2 separate regions of the Danio rerio genome follow, and region 1 is linked to region 2. A link is a contact called in public Micro-C data. All regions are on one chromosome and are shown on one strand. Each heading gives the region's core, a stretch centred on a gene start, on an enhancer-like site or on the middle of the called end of the contact. The rest is flanking DNA. Distances are from core to core; before and after follow the strand shown.

Evidence for each region. A called contact is a pair of places that touch in the nucleus more often than the background predicts.
Region 1: a contact with region 2 is called in a Micro-C map of caudal fin, with 2.0 times the contacts expected there. The contact joins two enhancer-like sites. A contact is called at or near these places in 1 of 18 Hi-C or Micro-C datasets (caudal fin) and 1 of 4 datasets of contacts at active chromatin or transcription factors (caudal fin).

Annotation. Positions count from the first base shown.
Region 1 is chr24:4,451,084-4,454,469 of GRCz12tu, reverse strand. No RefSeq gene overlaps it. Among named protein-coding and RNA genes, the nearest start is that of ccny, 110 kb to the left of the region's middle. Within about 2 kb of position 1,414, at least 37 of the 62 cell types and tissues checked have an H3K27ac peak or open chromatin away from gene starts, as enhancers often do. A contact at or near this core is called in caudal fin, where this site is marked.
Region 2 is chr24:4,268,139-4,271,506 of GRCz12tu, reverse strand. All of the region lies in intron 1 of adarb2 (adenosine deaminase RNA specific B2 (inactive)), which reads left to right. All of the region lies in intron 4 of LOC141380808 (a long non-coding RNA gene), which reads right to left. Among named protein-coding and RNA genes, the nearest start is that of adarb2, 52 kb to the left of the region's middle. Within about 2 kb of position 1,801, at least 17 of the 62 cell types and tissues checked have an H3K27ac peak or open chromatin away from gene starts, as enhancers often do. A contact at or near this core is called in caudal fin, where this site is marked.

The DNA.
Region 1 (3,386 bases), core at 165-2,664, 180 kb before region 2:
ACCCACCCCCTTCCCTAAACCCAACCAATAGTGTTTTCTAAAGCAATCTAGAAAAAGAAAAGTCCTTGCGGCTGCCTGATTTTTACCTTCTTTTCAGATCTGACCACTTTCTCACCCTGTTATTTACTTGTTTATTTTATTATTTGGCTTTTTTTTATTTACCTGCTTTCTGGAACCGTTCTTCGCCGGACTCAAATTCCATTGTTACGGTCAACTCTGCATTCTGTCTCAAGTCCTCCGACATACGTGGTGGTAATTGGTCAGCTATTAGCGTGAAAAGAAATAGAAGCCATTGGCAGTGTCATACTGCGCTGTATTGTTAATTTTAAAGACAAAATGCAGCCAGACATAGCTCTGGCTAAATAAATCGTGCTCTCCAGAAACGTATACGGGGATATGTTTTCACAGTGAGTCTGTGTTGCATTTTTTTATGCTATACTCCAAAATATGCATTAAAAGGAGGATGGAACCATAGGGTTAACTAAATCTGCATTCTGTAGAACTGAATCCCACTCAACTGGTTTCACATTGATGCAACTTCATTTCTATTTCTTGCCTGTTTTCTTTGTAAAGCTGCTCAAGCTATAAACATACAAACATTTCCATTGTATACAGTATACACATAGTATACTTGACTTCATTTGAATTACACAACCAAGGCATTTGATGATCTGTCTTGGATTTGAACTTATCGCCCCGTTTTCGCCTCACCTCAAAAGCCCCGGTTTCAATAGTCATCCATTAAGTTCATTAAAACTTTATGAGTGTTTTCGACTTGTGTTTCATAAGCGTGCTGTTACAACAAAAAGTTTGGTTCTTCACAGATCTGCGATTGTTCCTCTTCCCGACTTCAAAAAGAGTTGCTCAAGTCAGCGTGGGGATGGATGTTCAAGCCGAGGAGGGCATTGGAAACCGTCATAACGCTTAAATGTGAGACCTCTAGCCAGGCCGGACAGGAACAGATGTTTCTCATTATGCATTGGCCAGAGCAGGGTTTGTTTGTGTTGTTTAACAGCCTCTTTCTGCAGAATATTACGAAATTGCGTTACCCTAAAATACTGCCTCATTAACCTGCTTCTATACAAGTCTTTCAGCTTTTATCATGAGTCGTGTTTCATGAATCTCATACCGAGAGCTTCACATCACAAACACACCACAAGTTTCACAATGTTTTACTCTAACTATCGTGTTCACTTCAACTAAAAGCTGCAGTGCCTTACAATACATGTAGATGTGTGTTCTTGGAGTCGACTTGTTTTGTTTGTTGTGGTCTGAAGAGTAGCTGGTTGAGAATTGTCTTTGTGTACGTGTGCGGTTGCATGTGTGCATTTTTGTGTGAGTGGCGTGATAGTGAGGCATTGCTATATCCTGCAATGGACTTCCTGTGGTAACGCAAAACAGGACATGCTGTTCTGTCTGTAAGCAGCGGCTTCAATGAGTCACACTCATACAACCATGAAGGGATATCCCTGCTCCGGCCCTCCCACACACACACACACACACAAACACGCACATACACACACCCAGGCACACACATATATACAGTACACATATATATGCATGTACACACAAACACACACATACACACACAGGCACACACACATACATACACATATATTCGCATGTACACACAAACACACACATACGTTTTTACAGTACATACGCACGCGCACACTAACACACAATTTCACATATGTGTGAACACTCGAACACACATATACGCACACAAACACACACATACAAACACACATGTACACACACACATACGCATGTATATATGCACGCATATACATAGACACACACAAACTCACACACACAAATGCAAAGACACAAGTAGGCACGCACACATACTCACAGACACACACAAGTACACAGACATTCACACACACACATATATTCACATGCACACACACAAAATTTCACACTAACTCATGCACACACAAACACGTGCACATAAACACACAAAAATACAAACCTAAACACGTGCACACACACACACACACATAGACGCACACACACACATTGTATTTTCATATCTTATGGGGACTTCTCATAGACACAATGCTGCTTATACTGTACATGATGTAAATTCTGTCCTCCTCCCCTACCACAAACCCTCTCAGGACGCATTCTGCTCTTTTACATTTTCAAAATACTTCATTCTGGATGATTTATGAGCTCTGTTCCTCATGGGGACCAAAAAATGTCTCCACAAGGTCACAATTTACTAGAGTTAAGGGGACTGTTTGGTCACACACACATACACATACACACACCCAACCAAACCCAGACCTGCCCTGATGATTCACCATGAAGGCACGGAGCCCCTAGTGAGGGGTGTGTGGGTGTGTGTATGTGTGTGTGCAGAAGATCCATTCAAAAACACTGCTATCCATTGTGTTATTCGCAGATGACTTGGTTTTTTTATGTAATCGAGGATTATTTCCCCCCCAAAAAAAATTTCTCTGGATTTGTTTACATGTAAGTGTTTGCATTTAACTGTCAAACAAAGAAGTGTGGTTTAAGAGTAAACTAATTTCGAGAGGATCACGTACTTATGATTGATCCCGCATCAGCTTCACATATTGCGCCAATACAGATGAGCACTCCGACCCCTCTCCGGGCCAGTCAGCGTTTCTGTGCGGGATTGCATTTTCTCCCCGTGCTCGCATGGGTTTCCTCATGCTACTTTAAAGTAGCATCTTAGACACCCCATAGTCAGCTATAGCTCAGCTATTCCTAACACATTCACAAGCAGGGGAGTTCTCGAGACCTACCTGAGCTCAAACTCCCCTCTCGCCCTTCAAACACACTGAAAATAAATATTCAAAGATGATTCCTTTGATTTACTAAATTCTTTTACGTTAAGTGGTTGTAAACAATTTATTTGAGTTGGATTTAAACAAACAAATTAAGTTGAACATTAATACACTTAATTTGTTTGATTAAATTCAACCCATTTCAATGCAGGAAGGAGCCCTGGGCTCGAGGATATTTTGAGCTTAGGGGTCTCTCCTGGGAAAGCATGCCAAATATCCTTTATAATCAATCATCAAGTGAACACTCTTGAAAAAAGTTCAATAGAAATGTTAAGTAGTTATGCAATGCATTGCACCATGACATGCATGTGTTATGTATTTGTATATCTAAAGCATGATTTCTTTAACCGAGCGACATGGTGGCTCAGTGGTTAGCACTGTCGCCTCGCAGCAAGAACGATGCTGGTTCGAGTCCCTTCTGGGTCAGTTGGTGTTTCTGTGTGGAGTTTGCATGTTCTCCGTGTGCTCGCATGGATTTCCTCCGGATGCTCTGGTTTCCCCCACAGTCCAAACAATTGCACTATAGGTGAACTGAAAAAATAATTATAATTATTGGCCCTTGTGTAT
Region 2 (3,368 bases), core at 552-3,051:
TGTTTTTCCCTTCCTACTTAACAACAACAACAAACAAAAATCTGTGGTAAAATACATATTTAGAAGTCTTAGACCTTTGCAATGATATGTAGTTGGTCATAATTAGATTAGTATTTAATTGCAAATAAAAGGATGGAAACTTAAGCATCCCGGAGTTTGCTAACAGTATACCACTTGTGCTTATTTGAGGCTTTAAAAAAAAAAAAAACTTATCTCGAAGTAAATCAGGGCCTTTGGGTTGTATTAGTAAATGCCATTGGAACAGTAATTATATATACCAACAAATGAGATGTTTACACACCTCGAATTGAAAGGACATCCTGCACTCTAGGCTGTTATAACTTTGCATTCTTAACTAACAAGGTTGCATGCTCGGAGAAGTCTTTCAGCAGGTTCTGTCAATGAACGCACGGTAATCCTCCGACATCCCGTTACCATATAAGGCTAATGACGATTGCAGATAGTATCTGTGTGGGTCAGCCGTTCTCTGAATGCTTTTAACATGTACAAGCATACCAGACATACTCTCTGTCCCAGTTTCAGCTCGGTTGCCATGACGACCGCACATACACTGATAATACAGCGTGCAGGAAGCCGATTGCATCTGCGTTACAGCTCATGGATGGTGTCACACTTATTTGTTAGCACATGATGACTAATGTCTTCACGTTTTTAATTTGTCATTCAATTCAGAGGCCAATTACAATTAGAACATGCATAATATAGTGTCACAAAAAATATAGACGGTGATTGAATATGATTGGTTAAGAGTGTTGAATGGGTCTTATTTTGGTGCTGCTCAGGAATACAGCAAGCTAGGTGGTAAAGCTATCAGTGAGGTGTTTTTTTAAAGGTGCTGTTTGTACCTAGAGTCCATAAAGTTGTCATGGTTTTGTTAGATAGTTTGTGCTGTCTTAATTACATATTTCTATGTTTGTCTTGAGTTTGAACACATGGCTCAGTCTTTGTTTTTGTTTGCCATGTGGTACTCTCTTCCTGCATATTTGTTTCCCCTTACCACACACCATTGTTTAGCCCTCATCTATTCACCATTAGTGTAACTGTCTTCACCTGGTCCTTGTGTGTTTCCCTCCCTTTACATTGTGCTCTCTACCCTCATGTCGTTGCTGGTTCGTTGTTTGTGAGTCTGTGCTTTGTGTTTGTGTCAGATTGCAGCTTAAAATAGACAAATGTTACATGCCTCTATGTTTATGAAAATAAACTAAACACTACCTTGTTATTTGCACTTTGCACTACTGTGATTTGCGTAGTAGATCCATCCGCATGACAATGACGTCCTGTTTTTGTTTAACAGCACAATTTTTTCACAGTATTTCTTATAATGTTTTTTCTTCTTGAGAAAGTCTTATTTGTTTTATTTCGGCTAGAATAAAAGCAGCTTTTAATTTTTTTATAACCAATTTAAGGTCAATATTAGTTGCTCCCTTTAGCAATATTTGTTTTCGATTGTCTACAGAACAAACCACTGTTATATAGTGAGTGACTTGCCTAATTACCCTAACTTGTTTAGTTAAGCTAGTTAAGCCTTTAAATGTCATTTTAAGCTAAATGCTTGTATCTTATCTGGTAAAATACTATTAGAAATGAGTTATTAAAACTATTATGCTTCGAAATATGTTGAAAAAAAAAAACATTATCTCTGTTAAACAGAGTAAATATACAGGGGCCTAATAATTCTGACTTCGCCTGTGTTTCAATCCCAATATGACAAAGACACACTGGCATCCTGCATTGCATCACCACAGTGTGTGCTCTGGATGTTTCTCGCGAGTTGCATACTTGCAGACGTGTAACTATGCATGGAATTCCTCCATGTGGCAGCTTGCGCAAGGTAACATTTTATCTCAAGTTCAAGTTGAGTAAATTCCTTTTACCCGATAAAAGAGCCTTTATTAGACGCCTCTTACACAACATCCTGTTCATAAAAACAGTGCCGCAATGAAAACACCTATTGCAGAGTAGATAACGGGGCGCGGACAATAATATCTTCTCTGATCCGGGTTTGTTTCTGGAACTTTCTCTGTATTTGATCCGTTTTTATCCATGCTGAGGTGATGTGGCTCTTAACCTGAGCTACGGGAGAATTCCACTTGAGCCCTTATTTCCCATCTGATAGGATTCTGACCCTTGATTGACACCATCAGAAGAAGCTTGGATCCTTTTTTTTTTTACCTGTGAAACCCCAGATGAAGCTTCCAGCTCTCTCTATGAGTAACTATGGAGCATAAAAATATTGAACCACCCGCTCGTTCTGCTTTTGACCTATATCATATACAGTTGAAGTCAGAATTATTAGCCCCCCTGTACATTATTTTGCACAATTTCTGTTTGATGGAAATAAAATTTTTAATCATAATAGTTTTAATAACTCATTTCTAATAACTGATTTCTTTTATCTTTGCCATGATGACAATACAGAATATTTGACTAGATATTTTCAAGATATTCAGCTTAAAGAGACATTTAAAGGTTAGTTAGGATCATTAGGATAATTAGGTATAATGATGTATAATGTATAATTAGGTATAATGATGTATAAGGTATAATGTAATGTATAAGGATGGTTTGTTCTATAGACAATCAATTAAAATATTGCTTAATAATATTAATATTAGACCTTAAAACGTTTTTTTTAATTAAAAAACTGCTTTCATTCTAGCCAAAATAAAAAAGTGATGCCTCATTCAGACTGAACAATTTTTAAAGTTGTTACATTACATAAAGTTTAATTATAAACTAATTTCGAGAGGATCACGTGCTTATGACTGCTTGCAGCCGGCCCCGCATCATTCAATTGATAATTCACCAATAAGACGATTATTAAGCCACTATAAATACCCCAAGATCCATCTTTATTTTGAAGAATCCCCCCTTCCACCCCCACTTCTCCTCCTTTCCTAGATGGGTGGCACAGTGGTCCAGTGGTTAGCACTTGTGCCTCACAGCAAGAACGTCATTGGTTCTAGACCGTACCAAGTCAGCCGACGTTTCTGTGTGGAGTTTCTGTGTGTTTTTTGAATCGTCAAAAAACAAGCAACTTAAGTCAATTGACTAATCCAAATCGGCATCATAGACATGCTCCTAGTAAATGGTTATCTCTTAAGAGCAATCACTATCTGTTCATTAGCTATTACAGCAGGGGAGTTCTCGAGATCTATCTGAGCTCAAACTCCCCTCTCGCCTTGCAAACGGGAGGGAGCCCCGGGCTCGAGGATCTTATAAGCTCAGGGCTCTCTCCTTGGACAGCATGCCAAACAAGCTTTATTATCAATCATCAGCTAAGTGTGATCTCTTGAAAGATGTTTTCACACTGCATGACTATCTGGACTAGCGTTCTGTCTGTGCTG